2 separate regions of the Mus musculus genome follow, and region 2 is linked to region 1. The links are chromatin contacts, called in public ChIA-PET maps. All regions are on one chromosome and are shown on one strand. The core of a region is the stretch at or near the end of the contact, and the rest is flanking DNA. Distances in the headings are between cores, read along the strand shown. Region 1 overlaps Mybpc3 (myosin binding protein C, cardiac). Region 2 holds the start of Pacsin3 (protein kinase C and casein kinase substrate in neurons 3).

Region 1 (7,337 bases), core at 2,383-4,882:
CAGGGAAGGAGAGGAGCCCGAGAAGATAGAACAGAAAGGAGAGAGACAAGAGAGCCAGTGGTCCCTGAGGAGCAGGAAGCCTTGGACAGCTTAGAGTCTAGGATGGTGATGATGTAGCGCCCTCTTTCCTGGTTTGGCCAGCCAGTGGTCAGAAAGTTCTGGGGCAGAGCAGACTGGTGATCCTCAAACTCTGTTGTGTCCATGTTGCCTCCTGCCATCTCTCTAGCAGCCCAACAGGGTCCCACCCAAGCTTCCCTGGCACCACTCTGGTTCCCTCTGTTGTAGAGGAGGGCACGAGGCACCACAGACAGACTCAGCTGAGGCCAGAGAAGCCTCGTGGGCCTCAGAGGCAGAAGGGCAGGTCTGTCTGGAGCTGGATCCAGCCTCCCCAAACAGGCACAAAGGAGTGGTGTAGTGGGGCTCACCCTGGGGCTTTGAGTTCCTGCTGTGTTTGTGCTTCATTCTTTTGTGCCCCTCATCGCTGCTATGAAAACCTTCGTTCTCCGGCAGGTAACGTGACCTCGGCTCCTGCTGCCTATTCCCAGGCCCCAGCCTTGGGCCCTGCAGTGGGTGGTGGGCTCTTTTCAACCAACCTAGCTGCTTCCATGATTAGTGGTCTCTCCTCCTTCTCCCCACCCTCTTCCTTACCAACGCCCCTCCCCTTGTGCTGGCTCACCGTTCTGAGTTCTCTCTTCACCGTGCTGCTACCTTCTCTCTTTTGCCAGAGAGATACTTGGGGAACTCTTCCAACTCAGGAGAATGACCTGGGGCTTCTTGCTCTGCCTCTGACGAGTTTATTTCATGCTAACACTGGGTTCTGGGTATTCTACCTCCCAGGGTCAGAAGAAGGTGTGGCCAGCTCTCACTGTATCTTCTCTGTCCCCAGAGGGATGCCACGCCCTCCTCCCAGTCTCACAAGGCCACACTGATGGCTAGACCTGGGGGACCCTGCTCCTTCTTCTGGCCGGGCACAGACCCTGCATGGCTGGGATGGGGTGACTCCTAATCTTGCATTCTGGGCTGTGGACATGTGTGTACTTGCCTGATGCTCCACCTCCACCTGGGTGCCGTCCTCGCCTTTCTCTCCTGATCAGTGTGTCTGCTCCAGAGCCCTCTGACGCTCTCCCTCACACAGGCAGGCCTGAGATTCTCCTGCCTCCCAGGAGTTGATGCCTCCTCCAAGTCTGATGTTGGGTTTAGTATCCTATTACTTCATACAACCTCATGAGCCTCTGAGTGGGGGTTGTGGGAGGAGTGACGTTTATCACGACTAGACTTGTGAGCTCTGGTGACAGGGATGAGTTCATGGGCATCTCAGCAAGGGAGGCACAGGCTAGAGACCTCTCTCTTCCCTACTGCAACTCCTCAAAAGCCCTGGACAGTAGCTGTGACCAGGCGGGAGGATGGCCAGCCCTTCTACCTTGGGACATGCATAGAAGCACGTAGATCGCAGGCATCAAGTAAAAAGCCACGGCAGACTTGCGATGTCTGTTTGAAGAGTCTGCCTGGACAGGCTGAGCTCTGTTCTATCGTAGCCTAAGCCGCCACAGCCACTGTGAGAGGCTACAGAGGGAAGGGGAGCCTGGCACCGGGCGCAGCCGCCCGGGGGAGTAGGACCCTGTTGCTCTTAGTTTTGAACTTTCTGTTTTGTCTCTTGCCCGTCCGGTTTTAGTTCCTGAAATTAAAGAAGTGGTGAGCCACAAGTACAAGACGCCAATGGTGAGTATGCGTCCCAGCCACAGCAGGCCGAAGCACGCAGGGCTCCCTGGGAACCTTCCGGCAAGAAGGGTGGACCCTCGCGGGGGACTAGATGCCAGGGGTTCAACTCAAGTCAAACACACCTTTCATCTGGGGTACATGTGCTGACCCCCCTCTCTCAGGAGAAAGGCTTCCAGAGACTTGCCTGAGGCTCACTCAGCCCAGGGGCCTGCACTAGTGTCAGGGCAGGCCTCGTACTCTAGGCTGACCCTCTACCTAAGAAGGAGTCTCAGTGTGGCTGATCCAACGGGTCTTCTGTTCCCTGCAGGCCCACGAGATCTGCTACTCTGTGTTGTGTCTCTTCTCGTATGTGGCCGCAGTTCGTAGCAGTGAAGAAGACCTTCGAACCCCACCTCGGCCTGTCTCTAGCTGATAGAAGGGTTCCACAGCTGGCCAAGCCCAGGGGTCTCCCCTCACCTCTTGCTGCTCCTAAGCACCGAAGCTGCTGGACTGAGATGGGAATGTGTGTGTGTTCTCAGCAAGTTCCTTCCCACGGTCTAGCTGGTCTTCTCTTACGTCTGAGTGTCTTTGTGTTCATCTGTCACGGGGCTAAGCTAGCCTCATTACTTTCTCTTCCTACAATAGCAGACTAGCCTTCTGTTCCCTCAGGGCTCCAGAGTGTGTGTGTGTGTGTGTGTGTGTGTGTGTGTGTGTGTGTGTGTGGTGTGTGTGGTGTGTGTGTCTGTGGGGTCACTGTGAGCCCACTATTGCCTGTCCTTGAGATGTTTGCACTGTGGTCCCTTGTCCTAGTCCTTATATCCTCCAGTTTAGGAGTCTTCTCTCTGTCCTCTATGATCTGGCACTGTGGGGCACCTGGGACAGTTCCACTCTGGGAAGTGAAAGACACCTGGGGACAAATCTTCCTGGCTGAGGGCCTGGGAGGAGGAGGGGAGGTTCAAAGGAAGCTCAGTAAGTGGTGGGCGACCTTCCTGCTTCCTCACAGTTTCTAAACTGTGGGTGCATGTCATGCTGCTGCCTGCCCCAGCTCCATCGATGGGTGTCCCTGAGTGGCTGCCATGTGCCGAGCTGGGATTTGTGCAGTGGTCTTCCTGGCCTTTGGCATGAGAGGACGGAGGAATGAGGTGATGGTGTCCCAGACAGCACCAGCTGCTCTGCCTAAGGGCCGGGGATAGGTGGGTCAGGGCTGAGCTGAGCCCAGAGTGCACGCCTGTCTGCAGGCAGAGTCTCCTGGCTTCAGTGCCAGAAGAAAGCTATGGACTGGATAGGAGGAGAATGTAAATATTTCAGCTCCACATTATTTATAGAAAAATGTACAGCTGTGTGATGTGAAATAAATGTCCTGAACTCCACTTGGGCTCCTGTGCACTCCTCTCAGCCCGGGCCTGAGGAAGGCTGTCCCTAGCTCATCTGCATCCAGCGTTGGCATACTGAGAGCCTGCCCTGGCCTCCTGCCTCCTGGGCTTCCTGGGGTGCCAGAAAGGAACACCTACGACACTACGGCTGTAAAGTCCTGAGATGTTCTGGGCACTAGAGAGGAGGTGACTTGGGCATTCACACCTGAACAGCTTGATAAAGAAGTCACAGGAAAACAGGGGTACTGCTCTGTGACCCTGTACACGTGTGTTCAGATGTGCTGTGGTGACCTGGGCCTCCCAAGGGCCTTCGGACCAGGGTTCTGTAAAAAATAAAGTGGTAACCCATGTCCAACCCTCATGGGCTATCTATGCCATGGGAAACCCTGGCACCTGTGGGCAGAATACCCAGCACACTGCCATGACACTTCTGAGACCTGCCGGCCACAAGATTTGTAAGGAAATGTGGTCTCTTGGGAGGAAGTCAGAGAAGGTTGTGATTTCCTGTGTCTGAGCTGCATGGAGTCACTCTGTCCCATGAGATGTGGTCGTGAGCTGTGGGCTCTTGGAGTCTTGATGTCTAATACAGTACAGGGCTCTACTGCCCTGTCCCCCGTATAGCACCCAGCTGGTGTTGCCTGGGTTACTGGCATGAGGCCCATATGCCTGTGCCTCCAACGGCTTTCACTTCCACACTTCCTCACCTGAGCATGAGGGTGGAGGGAGGCTGACATCCTTTCCAGTGCTGATGTCCCACAAGTCCAGGACACTGAACTGGAGAGTGGGGTGACCAAGCGAATGCTGTATGCTTTCCCATGGACATGAACAGGAGACATCAACCCCCAGGAATGGCACAGATCTTTTATTGCTCCTACACAATGAGCCAGCCAAAAGGGCCTGTCCCCAGTCACCACTTCTGAAGCCCACACACTTTATGCTCCCAGTATTAACATTATCCTTAGGGTCAGTTTCTTCAGAACCCAGCAGACCTGCCTGGTGTCACTGCTGGCCAGTCCTTCCAGGATGCACAGTTGCACACACACATGCAGTAGCAGAAAAGGGTGCTCCTCCAACTCCCTTCCGGTCTGGTACACAGCCTGGCATCCATTTGTACCTGAGACATAGGCTGCCTTGTGGATGAACTGTGGCTTCTTGTACCCCCATTTCCTGATAGCCACCCTAGGCCCTTGGCCTTAGGTGGTTTGGAATACGTACCTAGCCATCTCTGGGGAGCCATCCTGGTCACTGAGGAACTGTAAGAGGGAAGGAAACCATGTGATTCCCTAGTCTTCCAAAAGCCAAGATCCACTGAACATGTCAGGACCAGTGATCTAGCAGCCAGAGGTACTCCTTGAACCAGGACAGCAGAGCCAAGCCCAGGGTCCATGGTGCTGTCCTGCTTTCTCCCAAGCCCTGGCCCAGAAGGCTCCTTACCTCGCACCTCCAGGCGGCACTCACACTGTGCCTCGCCCTGCAAGTTGGTGGCCCTGCAGACATAGACACCACCATCATAGGGGCAGGGTTTCCTGATCTCCAGGGTCAATACTCCCTGCTTGCAGAACATGCGGAAGCGAGCATCTTCTCCCAGATCCAGGCCATTCTTGAACCAGGAAATCTTGGGCTGAACATCAAGTAAACAGAAGAGAAGGAGAGCATTTTGGTGATGGAAGAACCGGTGAGAATTCAGAGAGACTATTCTAGAAATTCCCACTAGAGCACCAGACTCAGCCAGAGGCTGAGAATGAACAGAGAGTCAGCAATGGGGGATTAGGCTCTGCTCAGGGGAAAGACAATATAGACTGGGGAGAGTTAACCATAAGGAGCCTAGGAGACCAGCCTCCTGTCAGTCTAGCCCAGGACCTTGAGTCCCTACCTTAGGACTACCTCGGACAGCACAGCAGAGGATGGCATTATAGCCTGCAATGATGGAGCGATTTGCCAAGGGCTGGGTGAAGCTTGGGGCCTCAGAGAAGTCCAGGGCCTTGTATTTGGGTGGCTCATATGTGATGCCTGTTGGTGACAAGTCTTGGTACCAAGAAGGTCACCCCAAGTGAGGCTCCCCCTCCTTCCCCAGATTCCTCACAGTGTGAGGGAGGGTACAGCACCTGGTCTTGGAATAAAGACTGGCTCCTTGGTGGCGGCAGCTTTGTCACTGGAACCCACCATGTTATGGCTGAAGACCCGGAAGTAGTAGCCATTGCCAATGATAAGCTCTGATACCACACAGTGAGTGCGTCGGTAGTGTTCCAAAACCGTGAACCACTCCTGGAGGATGGTGAAGGAAGGGAGGACTCTCTGAGGGACCTCTGCCTTTCTTGGGTACCCCCTGTGCCACTACCCCTACCATGCAGGAAACCAGAATAATGGATTGGGGGTGAATGGTAAGCACAGGGGAGGGTATATGTAGACCCAGGGCCCCAGGCTCACCATGGTCTTCTTGTCAGCTTTCTGTACAGTATAACCCCAGATCTCTGTATTGCCATCATCTTGGGGTGGCTTCCACTCCAGAGCCACATTGAAACCCCAAGTCTCAACGATCCGGATATCCTGGGGAGGACTTGGCTTGTCTGCAGGAGACAGATCTGATTGGCACACTGAGCGTTCTGAAGTGACCGAGCAGAAGCAGGAGCCTGTTAGTACCTAGAAGGCCCTCCTTCTAAGTGCCCTCGGCAGGAGCTCTGAGCTGGGCTCCCAGACACAAGGTCAGGAGACAAGGGTGCTGAAAGGGAGGTTCCGGGCCCACATACCCACAATCTGCAGGATCAGCGTTGCCTTGTCCTCCATGTTCTCAATGCGAACTGTCACCTGGTAGGTGCCCGAGTGGGTGCGGCGGGCAGCTCGGATGAACAAGATCGTGTCTGTGGGGCTGTTCCGGATGCTCACCTCCTCACCTGCCAGGGGCTGCCCCTCTTTGGTCCAGGTCACCTGAGGCCGGGGTTTGCCCTGGGGGAAGATGACCAGCCCAACCCTGAGCTTGACGCTCCGAAGGGGCAGGTTCTGCACCAGCAACACGTGGATGGAGGCCTCAGGGTCTGCAGCCTTCAGGAGATCCTTCAACTGTGGTTTCTTCTTAGGGACAGGGAAGGAGTCAGCCTACCTGGAAAGGGATGAGGAGGTTCACAGGCTCCCCAACTTTCTTCTGGATGGTCTGGCGCAGGTGTCTGGGCAGTTGGAGCCGTGGTCGTTCTGTGGGTAGAAAGGAGGCAGCTCACTAACAGCCCTTCTGTAGCCCAACCCTAAGGATTCCACAGGTCCATTCTCTCCTGGGGCAGGGTCCAGAGCACTATAGCTGAGAAAAAAGTTCCCATGGGCCAGACTCTCCTAACCCACAGCAATTGCAGTATGCTCAACACTAAAAGCTGTACAGTGAGCTTCGATATATTACTATCGTGTGTGTGTGTGTGTGTGTGTGTGTGTGTGTGTGTGTGTGTTTCACTTTTTAGATTTATTTATGGACTTATGTGCATGAGCATCTAGCCTGCATGCATATATGTGCGCCATGTGTGTGCCTGTGTTTGTAGAGGTCAGAAAAAGGCAATGGGTCCCCTAGAACTGGAGTTAGAAATGGTTATGAGCCACACATATGTGTGCTGAAACCAAGCCCTGATCCTCTGCAAGAACAGCAAGTGCTCTTAACAGAGAGCCCATCTTCCCAGCCCCTGTGTTATCTTTTGAGGGGGAGCTCATACAGCCAAGCCTGCTACACATCCCTCACCCTCCTCCAGCACTACAGGGTGGGGGCACGGGGGCACGGGTGTGTGGGGGCGGGGTGCCACTGTGTTCAGCTTCAGTTCAAGATGGTAAGGAAGTTATTTGGAGCCACAATTCTTGAAAAATGTAAGCAAAGGCTCTGATTCTATGCTTGTCAATTTGTTGCTTCCCTCTGACCTAGAGAACCAATCCTTCTACCTTTGTTGAGGTAAAGAACAGAATGAGCCAGGTGCAAATGGCACATTCCCAGCCCTCAGGAGTTAGAGGCAGACAGTAAGTTTGAGGCTAGCCTGGTCTACATAGTTCCAGAACAGCCAGGACTATGTAGAGAGACCCTGTCTCAAACAACAACAAAGACTAACAGAAGAATGGGAAGTGTATCCCAGACGACCCTAAATGGCTCCGAAAAGCCTCACTGTTCAGTTCTGAGGACAATACCTATGTGCTGGAGTACCTGTTCCAGAATTAGGGACTGAACCAAGAGAGCCCAAGGCATAGATGAAGGCCCTGGCCCTTCCTGCCCCAGCCCCTGTCCCTGCCCTTGCCTACTAAAGC
Region 2 (7,337 bases), core at 3,459-5,958, 120 kb before region 1:
AAGCCTCAACCTAACGACCATGAGAACAACTCAGAATCCTAGCCGCCACACCCTGGTCCCGCGTAGACCTGGAAGGTGCCTGCCTCCTCTGGGAAGCACTGCTCCGGGCCTCACCTCCTTCAGCCTCTTTAGCCAGGGCTTCTGAGCTTTACGGAAACCATCCTCTGCAGCCCGGCTTTCCCGAAAGCCCCCCAGCACTGGCCGGTGGAAAGCCCCTCGCTGCCAGGTCCGCACTCGCTCGCTGTCTGGACCGTGCAACTTCTCCCTCACCTCCAAGTGCAGCTCGCTCAGCCTCTCAGCCGCAGTGAAGAAGGCATGCCAGGCCTTCTCCAGGGTGCCGTACTGTGGGCCTGCAGAGGGATGAGCTTGGGCCAGGCGGGTTTGCTAACTTAAATACGACCTTCCCCTCCCCGCATACTGCTCTGAGTGCCAGACAGGGGCATGGTAGGAGCTGAGGTGCGACAGCTGAACAGCAGCAGTGTCAAGTCCTGTGTTAGAATTCCCTACTCTGCTCTGACATGAGCGATCTCATTAATCTTTGACTTCACTACTACTATGGGGACACTGCCATTGCTAACGTGGACCGGGCAAAAATAAACAACAACAAAGCAAAACAAACAACAACAAAAAACTAAACCTAGAGACGTCAGGTTAACTTGTCCAAAGCGGAGTAAAACCATGTCTGCTGCACAAGCTCTGTAATGCCCAGGATCTTCCTACCCAGATAAAAGACCTACACTCCACATTTAGCTTTTCCTAGCTGTGACTTCAGGCAAGTCCCTTCTCTGACCTTCAGTTCTGTTCTAGAAAACAGGTGGAGTAGGAAGATAGCTCCCTCTTGCCCTGCATGCTTGAGGTCTTAAATTCCATCCCCAAGCCCCACAAAGCCTCAGGAAGCTGCCCTGAGGGTCCCACCCTCATAACCTTTGAGGCCTTTGGTAGGCCTGTATACTGGCTCACCCTTCTCCACAGCACCCCTCCACTTGCGGGCCCAGTCAGCCAGCTGCTGGGCGTAGGCCTTCTCAATGCGGGCACGTTCTTGGAAGCAGCTAACCAGGTCCCCACACAGCCTGTGCCCATCCTCAACCCTCTGCACCGTCCGTCTGTAGTTGCCAGCCTGGAACACAGAAAAGAGAGATGGCTTTATGAGCCCCCTTTCCAGCTGGGGCTGATAGATAGGCTACTCCTGGACAGGTGGCTGAGCCCATCAAGAAAGGGACAGTTTGCTGCCACTCCGGACCCAGTCCCCAGCCGCTTACCTCCCAGAAACTGCCCCCTAGGACCTCCCCTCCGGCGTCCTCCTCTGGAGCCATGGTATCCCTGCAGCACGGAATGGTGGCAGATGTGGTGCTGTGGAGGGCAGGTGATTAAACAGAAAAGTGAGACCTGCTGTTTGGGGACTAGGAAGAGGCCTTCTAGTAGTCCAAAGCTTTGTCATTTTGCCATCCCCACTACCCAAGGAATGACCGGAGGAATGGCCGAGCAGCAGAAGGCTAGAAGTCCCCAGGAGGAGCCAGGAGAAAGGCAAAGATGGCAGCTTCCAAGTTCCCTTCTCCCCGTGGAGCTACCCATCTCAGTCCATCCTCTACATACCTGGGGTCTCCAGATCACTTCCAGGACCCGTGTCCAAGTCTCCAAGCTGCCACTATGAGCCTGTCTTGATGTTAACAAGAGCACAGAGGGAGTAAAGATTGAGAGCTTCCAGTGTCCAGGGCGGTGCCCAGTACCCCCAATATAGCAACTGCTGTCAGAAGTGCCAGATTCCAGGCTGAGAATGCCAGACTGGTCACACAATTCAGCAAGGGATTAGGTGACAGACAGGGGTGGGTGGTGGGCAGAAAGCCCCACACTCCTACTTTAGATGAGAAGAGAACTCTTGCCTAGCTAGACCCCTTGGATGACAAGGCAACCCCATGAACAAACCAGTCCAAGTGAGGAGGTGCCCTGTCACAAGCCCCAGCAAGTGTCCATGCTGAGCAGACTGGAAAGAGAGCCAGAAGGCCTGGCCCTATCATGACCAGGAAGTTTTTGGACAACTGTGCCTTACTGTCCTAAGGGAGCCTCAGCTCACTCTAAAGTGGAAATTCCCCCACCTGGTCAGTGTCCATGCTACGGTTGATGTAAAACTCAAAACTGGCAATGAAACACTTGAAAGACCCGTCATTTGTAAGGAGACACTTGCTTGCCCCCTGCCACCACCACACAACATCCAGGAGTGTCTCAAAGGGTCCTAAGGTAACAATTCCATTCTGCCTTCAAAAAGTCCAGGGTAATTTTACCCCCAAAGTCAATCAGTCTCTCTCTCTCTCTCTCTCTCTCTCTCTCTCTCTCTCTCTCTCTCTCTCTCTCTCCACCCCACCCCCACTAGAGGACACAGTGACATGCAGCCTCCTGCCTCCAGGCAAGGTCTTAGCTCTCCCCAGTACCAATTGACTCTTAGTCCATAGAAGGAAATTACTTTCTTCCCTGAGATAGCCCAAGGCCGTTGGGACAGTTAGGTCAAGGGGACAAGAGTATGAGATTGCAGCAACCAAAGCAGGACTCTGACACAGTGCTCTCTAAACTGGGAAACCTCTACTCACTCTCAAAACTCCAAATTTGACTCTGTTTTCCTCAGGGCTCCCTATAGCCCCTGTGCTCTCAGTCCCACTATATATTCCATAGGTTTAGACTGGATCTGTCCAAAGTCACTGACAGACTTCTGCAGTTTTGGTTCACGTTACCCCCGGGCACTAGAATCAGTAACAACTAAATCAGAAAACAAAGGACTGGAGGCTTAGCTCAGAGATAGGACACACTTGAGCCCAGAGGTTAGGTCCATCATCAGCACCAAAAAGGAAAGAAGAATGGCCCATCTGAAGATCAGAAAAGATGCTGGCTACAGCAGCCCTGAGAAAAGCCCGGTCTAAGCTGACTTCCTACATCTGCTGGCAGGAGGGAGACTGGCCTCTCCCTGGGACCTCATTAGCCTATAGTCAACGAAGATCCCTAGACACAGAACAAACTGCCCCCCAAGTTCCACTAGCTCTCCACCTTGTTTCCTCTTGAGTCAGCCCCACTTATCCAGAATGGCTTGCCAGCCAGATAGGGTGGTGGGGAGCAGTAATTATAAATCATTGAGCCATCCAGGACCTGGGGGGCCCTGCCTACTCCAGTCTCCTGCTCCCGGCTCCCAGGAGAGCTGCCCCCAACCCGTTCCTTCTCCCTGGCCCCAGAACAGAGCAGGCTGTGTGTGCAGTGCTGGCACAGCTCCCTCAGGCCTCACAGAGCAAACACTAGCTGGAGCCCCAGGCACAGGCAGGCCCGGCACCCCGGCTTCATCGAGCTCTTGGGGTGGACCTGGCACCTTGGGCCCTGTTGAGGAGGATTGGCATCTTGTGCCTCCTGACATTAGCAGAGACCCACATCTGAGTGAACACATCCTACCACAGCAAGAGGTCAGAGAGCAAGAACAGGTAGTTAAAATCTTTCCAGCCCAGGCTCTCCACTTAGCCTGTCAGAAGGCTTCTGGGACACTGGCAGGGTCTCTTCCCAGCCGCTAGTGCTGAACTGGGAGTTCTGGGCTTCAGGACAGAGCCCACTCTCCCCACCTGAGCTCCAAAGGTTTCTGCCTTGTTCCTTTCTTACACATAAGCCAGCCCCCACCCTTTTCCAGTAGCTGGGGACACAGGCCTGGAAGAGAGCAAAGCTATCCTGCCCAGCCCAGTCCTGTGTCCTGAGTCACAGGCTGCGCCCAAGGGCTTCCCCAGCAGCCTCTCCCAGTCAGCCTGTAGACTTGGATTTAGAGGTGCAGGAGGGTCTGGCTGCTGAACCAGAGAGGGGCGCTTAAAATCAAGAGACTGGCACAGTCTTTTGGAAGGATGGGGGAGGGGGTGGCTCAAAGAAAGGGGGAGGAGGCAGAGCCAGGGAGGGGCATAACAAAGGGGCACTTTTGGAAACCCGACCTGCCGGCTGAGGTGCCTGCTCGCTGATGACGCACTCCTAACCTCCACACCAAATCACAGAACTCAGGGGCTGCCGGTCTTTGGCCTCCACCCTTATAGACAGCGCCACCCGACAAACCACCTCCGGATCCCAGAAGGCTCGGTGTTGAACAACTCCAAGCCGGTGGAGCCAGCCACAGGATAGGCATAGCCAGGCCTAGACATGGAGGCTCTAGGACTTCTTGGACAAACTTGTTGAACTTGGTCTCGGTGGGGAGGTGGGGCCAGCTGGTTACTGCAGCGGGGAAGGGGCGCTGCCTACTAGGGTTAGCCATACAGATAGTGGCGCGAAGGGGCGGGGGGCGGGCTTTTTACAGAGGCCCCTTCTAGGACTTCAGAACGGGCGCAAGGAGAGCAGTTGGGGACCCTCTAGGCACCCTGAGAGATGATTTGCTCCTCCAGCTGGACGCCCCATTTCCCCTGGCTGGCCTGAAGAAACGCCTAATTAGCGTAGGAGATGAGATGGCCTTGCGCTCAGTGGCAGCCAATGGCCGGGGTCTCCGGCGCGGGAGTCCGTCCCATTGCCAACTTCAGGAGTCGAAGGACCAAAGAGCAAGCTAGAGCCACCATGCCGCCGCCGTGCCCCCCAGCTCCCCCTCCAAAGCACTCACCGTGTCCTCTCAGGGGCCCTCGGTGGGTTAGGGGGATCTGGCCACGCTCAGTTCGGAGTCCTACCACTCCCGGGTCCGGGCCACCGCCTCCTGGAGCGCTTCGGGCCCTCCCCCGGGAAGCCCGGCCCCCCGGGCCCGCCCTCTCCGCGGAGCCGCCGCCCCAACCCCACCGACAGCATCCCCGCAGCGGGGACTGCAGGCATCCCTGCGCCAGGTGGCTCGGGATGCGAGCCATAGGATCTGCTCCCCGGGTGCAGAGAAAGCTGGAGCCAATAGTCTAAGGAGGTGCAGCGAGGCTACCAGAGAGCTGTGAGCTTTGTCGCTCTCCGACCTTTCCAGAGACTAGGAGGCCGGTGGGAATGAGCGGGAACTTGCACACTAATCATTAGGGTGGAATTCGGGGACAAAACTGAGGGGGCATTCTTTGCTGAGAGCACCTAGAAAGTTAGAGGTTAGCTACAGGGAGACAGATTCATAACCACCCACTCCTTGTAACCTTGAATGAGGGTTAGAGATACCTTCAGCGGTTATCTGCCCAAGATCTCTAGTCCGGCCGAAGCGAGACTAGAAAAGCCATGCCTACCTAGAGCAGCTCTGCTTGCAGCTTTAGCGCGCATTCCGAGACCTGAGACAAACACGCGGTGGGAGTGGGACAAAAAAACACGAACTCCTCCCCCTCCGTGTTCACGGTTTCAGATTTTCTATCTCAACATATCTTTAAATCCCTTGGTCTCACCTCCTAGTTCAATGTAGACTTTTTCCGAATCGTCTCGATGCCACCCCACCCTAAATAGATCCCTTCTTCACTGCTCCACCCCCAGCCTCTCGGGATTTCAGAGCTTGTGGGTCTGTTATTTATATTCACTGGAGCGGTCCAAGAATGTTCTGAGGCTGACCTAATCTCCACCTGCTCGGCTTCTCCGCCCCTCCTGCTCTCTCCTGAGCCGGGTGACCCCGCAGCGGTGCCCCTGACCCGAGAGACAGGAGGGAACGCGGGCCAGCGGGGTCCCAGGCCTCTGGTGCTCAGGGGTCCTGGAGTCACAGTTCGCTCCGGGTTGGAGAGCCCAAGGGACCGCCCCTTAGGGGACCGTGCGCGCTCTGGGAAGCAACCGGCCTAGCTGCTCTCTATCCAGCACGCACATTTCCAACCCAGCCCCCTCCACGCCCTTAGAAGTGTGAGTACGTGCGCGCGCGGATTTTTTAAAAGACAACTTTAAAAATAACAAAATCGTGTTGTTTCTAAATCTGGAAGGAATCACTGACGTGTGTTCTTTGCTCAGTAGAGTCCACTCACAAAATGGGAAGAGGGGCGGCTGAGGATAACAACGGTAACTTAGGAGTGACACCAGCTGCTGGGGGCTGACTTAGGAGCGTGAAATGGTCTCCTTTAGTTGCCTGTGTTGTCTCAAAGACGAGCATCACCCGTGGCCTGAGGACTCTGGCCGCGCGCGTTGTAGCAAATCTCAAATAGGAGATTTGAAACCTGAGGATGTGGTTTCTGAAACCAATTTCAACTCCCACTCTCTTAAGGCTTGGGCAAATCTTTTCTCTTTATCTTTTTCTGCCTCTATAAAACCTGACAGGTAACCCAGCTGACCTACCACTGGGCCGTGTGCCCCAGTTAATTAATGATTGTTAAACAACTGCAAATGAGAGGGGCTTGGGAAATGTCTAATCACAGCCATGGTGCTTTGCATTATTTGGAATCAGTTAACATCGCACCTAGCGCCTGGGGGCGTTTAGGCACCTAGACAGAAAGTGTGAAAATACAAGAATGAAATTAATTACAGAAGCGGCCTATTAAAACCTCATTAAAAATAAAGTTGGCAGCTAGGCTCTGGGATGTGGGGATGTCAGGATACGGAGGCTCAGGATAGGAGGCTGTTCATCAGACCACAGGGAGGAAAGGATGTGCAGTGGAAAACATCTGGTTTCCCTTGGGGTCAGATCTGGAATCGGAAAGCAGAAATGTTGCAGCTGATCCTAATTGTCCCTAAGGTACTGGGAGGGGGCAAAGGACAGAACATTTTGAGTAGTAGGTGAAAGGAAACAGACACTGGCTCAGAATCCCAGTTCCCAGCTCCCACTCCCCCAGGGGCTCAGATTTCTGTGCCCTAGGAACGAACAGACCCCTTAATTACACAGTGCATGGACAGTGTCATCCATCCCTCAGCCTGATCAGTTCAAAATGAAATGCCCAGGCCCAGAGGGCCAAAGACAGAAACCCAGCAAGAAGCCACTTGGCTCACAGTACCAGGTGGCAGGGTGATCTACAGCCAGCTTTCAGGACACTCAGCCTCACCTTGAATTTCTGGAATGTCCTAACCACTGAGCCTTCATTTGTTTGTTTATTCGCTTGAGGAAACATCTGGGTCTTTGCTTTATGCTAAACCCTACCCCAGGTTTTGGGACTATATGGAGAAATAAGGCTGAACCCTATGTATTCAACAACGATAAGATGTGGGGTTGGACAGTCCCACAAGTAAACTGAGGCAGGAAGGACCACCCTCTACAAAAGCACAATACTTGGTTGGGCTTGATGAGTAGGAGTTAGTCATGGAGAGAGGTATTCTAGGCAGGAGCAATAGGGTGTGCCGAGCCCCAGTGGTATTGGTCTGTGATTCTATGACCCAGCAATTCTACTTCTTGGTATCTGCCATAGACAAATGTGTACAAATACAGCCAGAAGTGCCAGGATGTTTGTGTATAGCACTATTCAAAAATCCAAGAGAATGAGGTGCAA

Evidence for each region. ChIA-PET counts read pairs in DNA pulled down with a chosen protein or histone mark.
Region 2: an RNA polymerase II ChIA-PET map of memory CD8 T cells shows a contact between it and region 1, with 9 read pairs. The contact joins the promoter of Pacsin3 here to the enhancer-like site in region 1. A contact is called at or near these places in 17 of 39 promoter capture datasets (the 3T3-L1 cell line, 3T3-L1-derived adipocytes, the C10 cell line and 10 more), 3 of 484 Hi-C or Micro-C datasets (bone marrow-derived macrophages, embryonic stem cells and muscle stem cells), 7 of 115 datasets of contacts at active chromatin or transcription factors (bone marrow-derived macrophages, double positive thymocytes, effector CD8 T cells and 2 more) and 3 of 9 other capture datasets (adipose tissue, liver and pancreatic islet).

Annotation. Positions count from the first base shown.
Region 1 is chr2:91,133,091-91,140,427 of GRCm38.p6, reverse strand. It overlaps Mybpc3 (myosin binding protein C, cardiac), which reads right to left. Exons shown (of 35, transcript NM_008653.2): 28 at 6,169-6,257; 29 at 5,819-6,014; 30 at 5,499-5,638; 31 at 5,177-5,336; 32 at 4,945-5,081; 33 at 4,506-4,692; 34 at 4,287-4,324; 35 at 3,912-4,185. The coding sequence ends at 4,314. Madd (MAP-kinase activating death domain) reads left to right here. Exons shown (of 35, transcript NM_001177720.1): 34 at 1,673-1,719; 35 at 2,027-3,068. The coding sequence ends at 2,131. Among named protein-coding and RNA genes, the nearest start is that of Mybpc3, 19 kb to the right of the region's middle. Within about 2 kb of position 3,632, at least 27 of the 459 cell types and tissues checked have an H3K27ac peak or open chromatin away from gene starts, as enhancers often do. A contact at or near this core is called in memory CD8 T cells, where this site is marked.
Region 2 is chr2:91,254,184-91,261,520 of GRCm38.p6, reverse strand. It overlaps Pacsin3 (protein kinase C and casein kinase substrate in neurons 3), which reads right to left and starts at 4,708. Exons shown (of 11, transcript NM_001289678.1): 1 at 4,595-4,708; 2 at 1,594-1,657; 3 at 1,260-1,350; 4 at 961-1,117; 5 at 115-350; 6 at 1-10. The coding sequence starts at 1,313.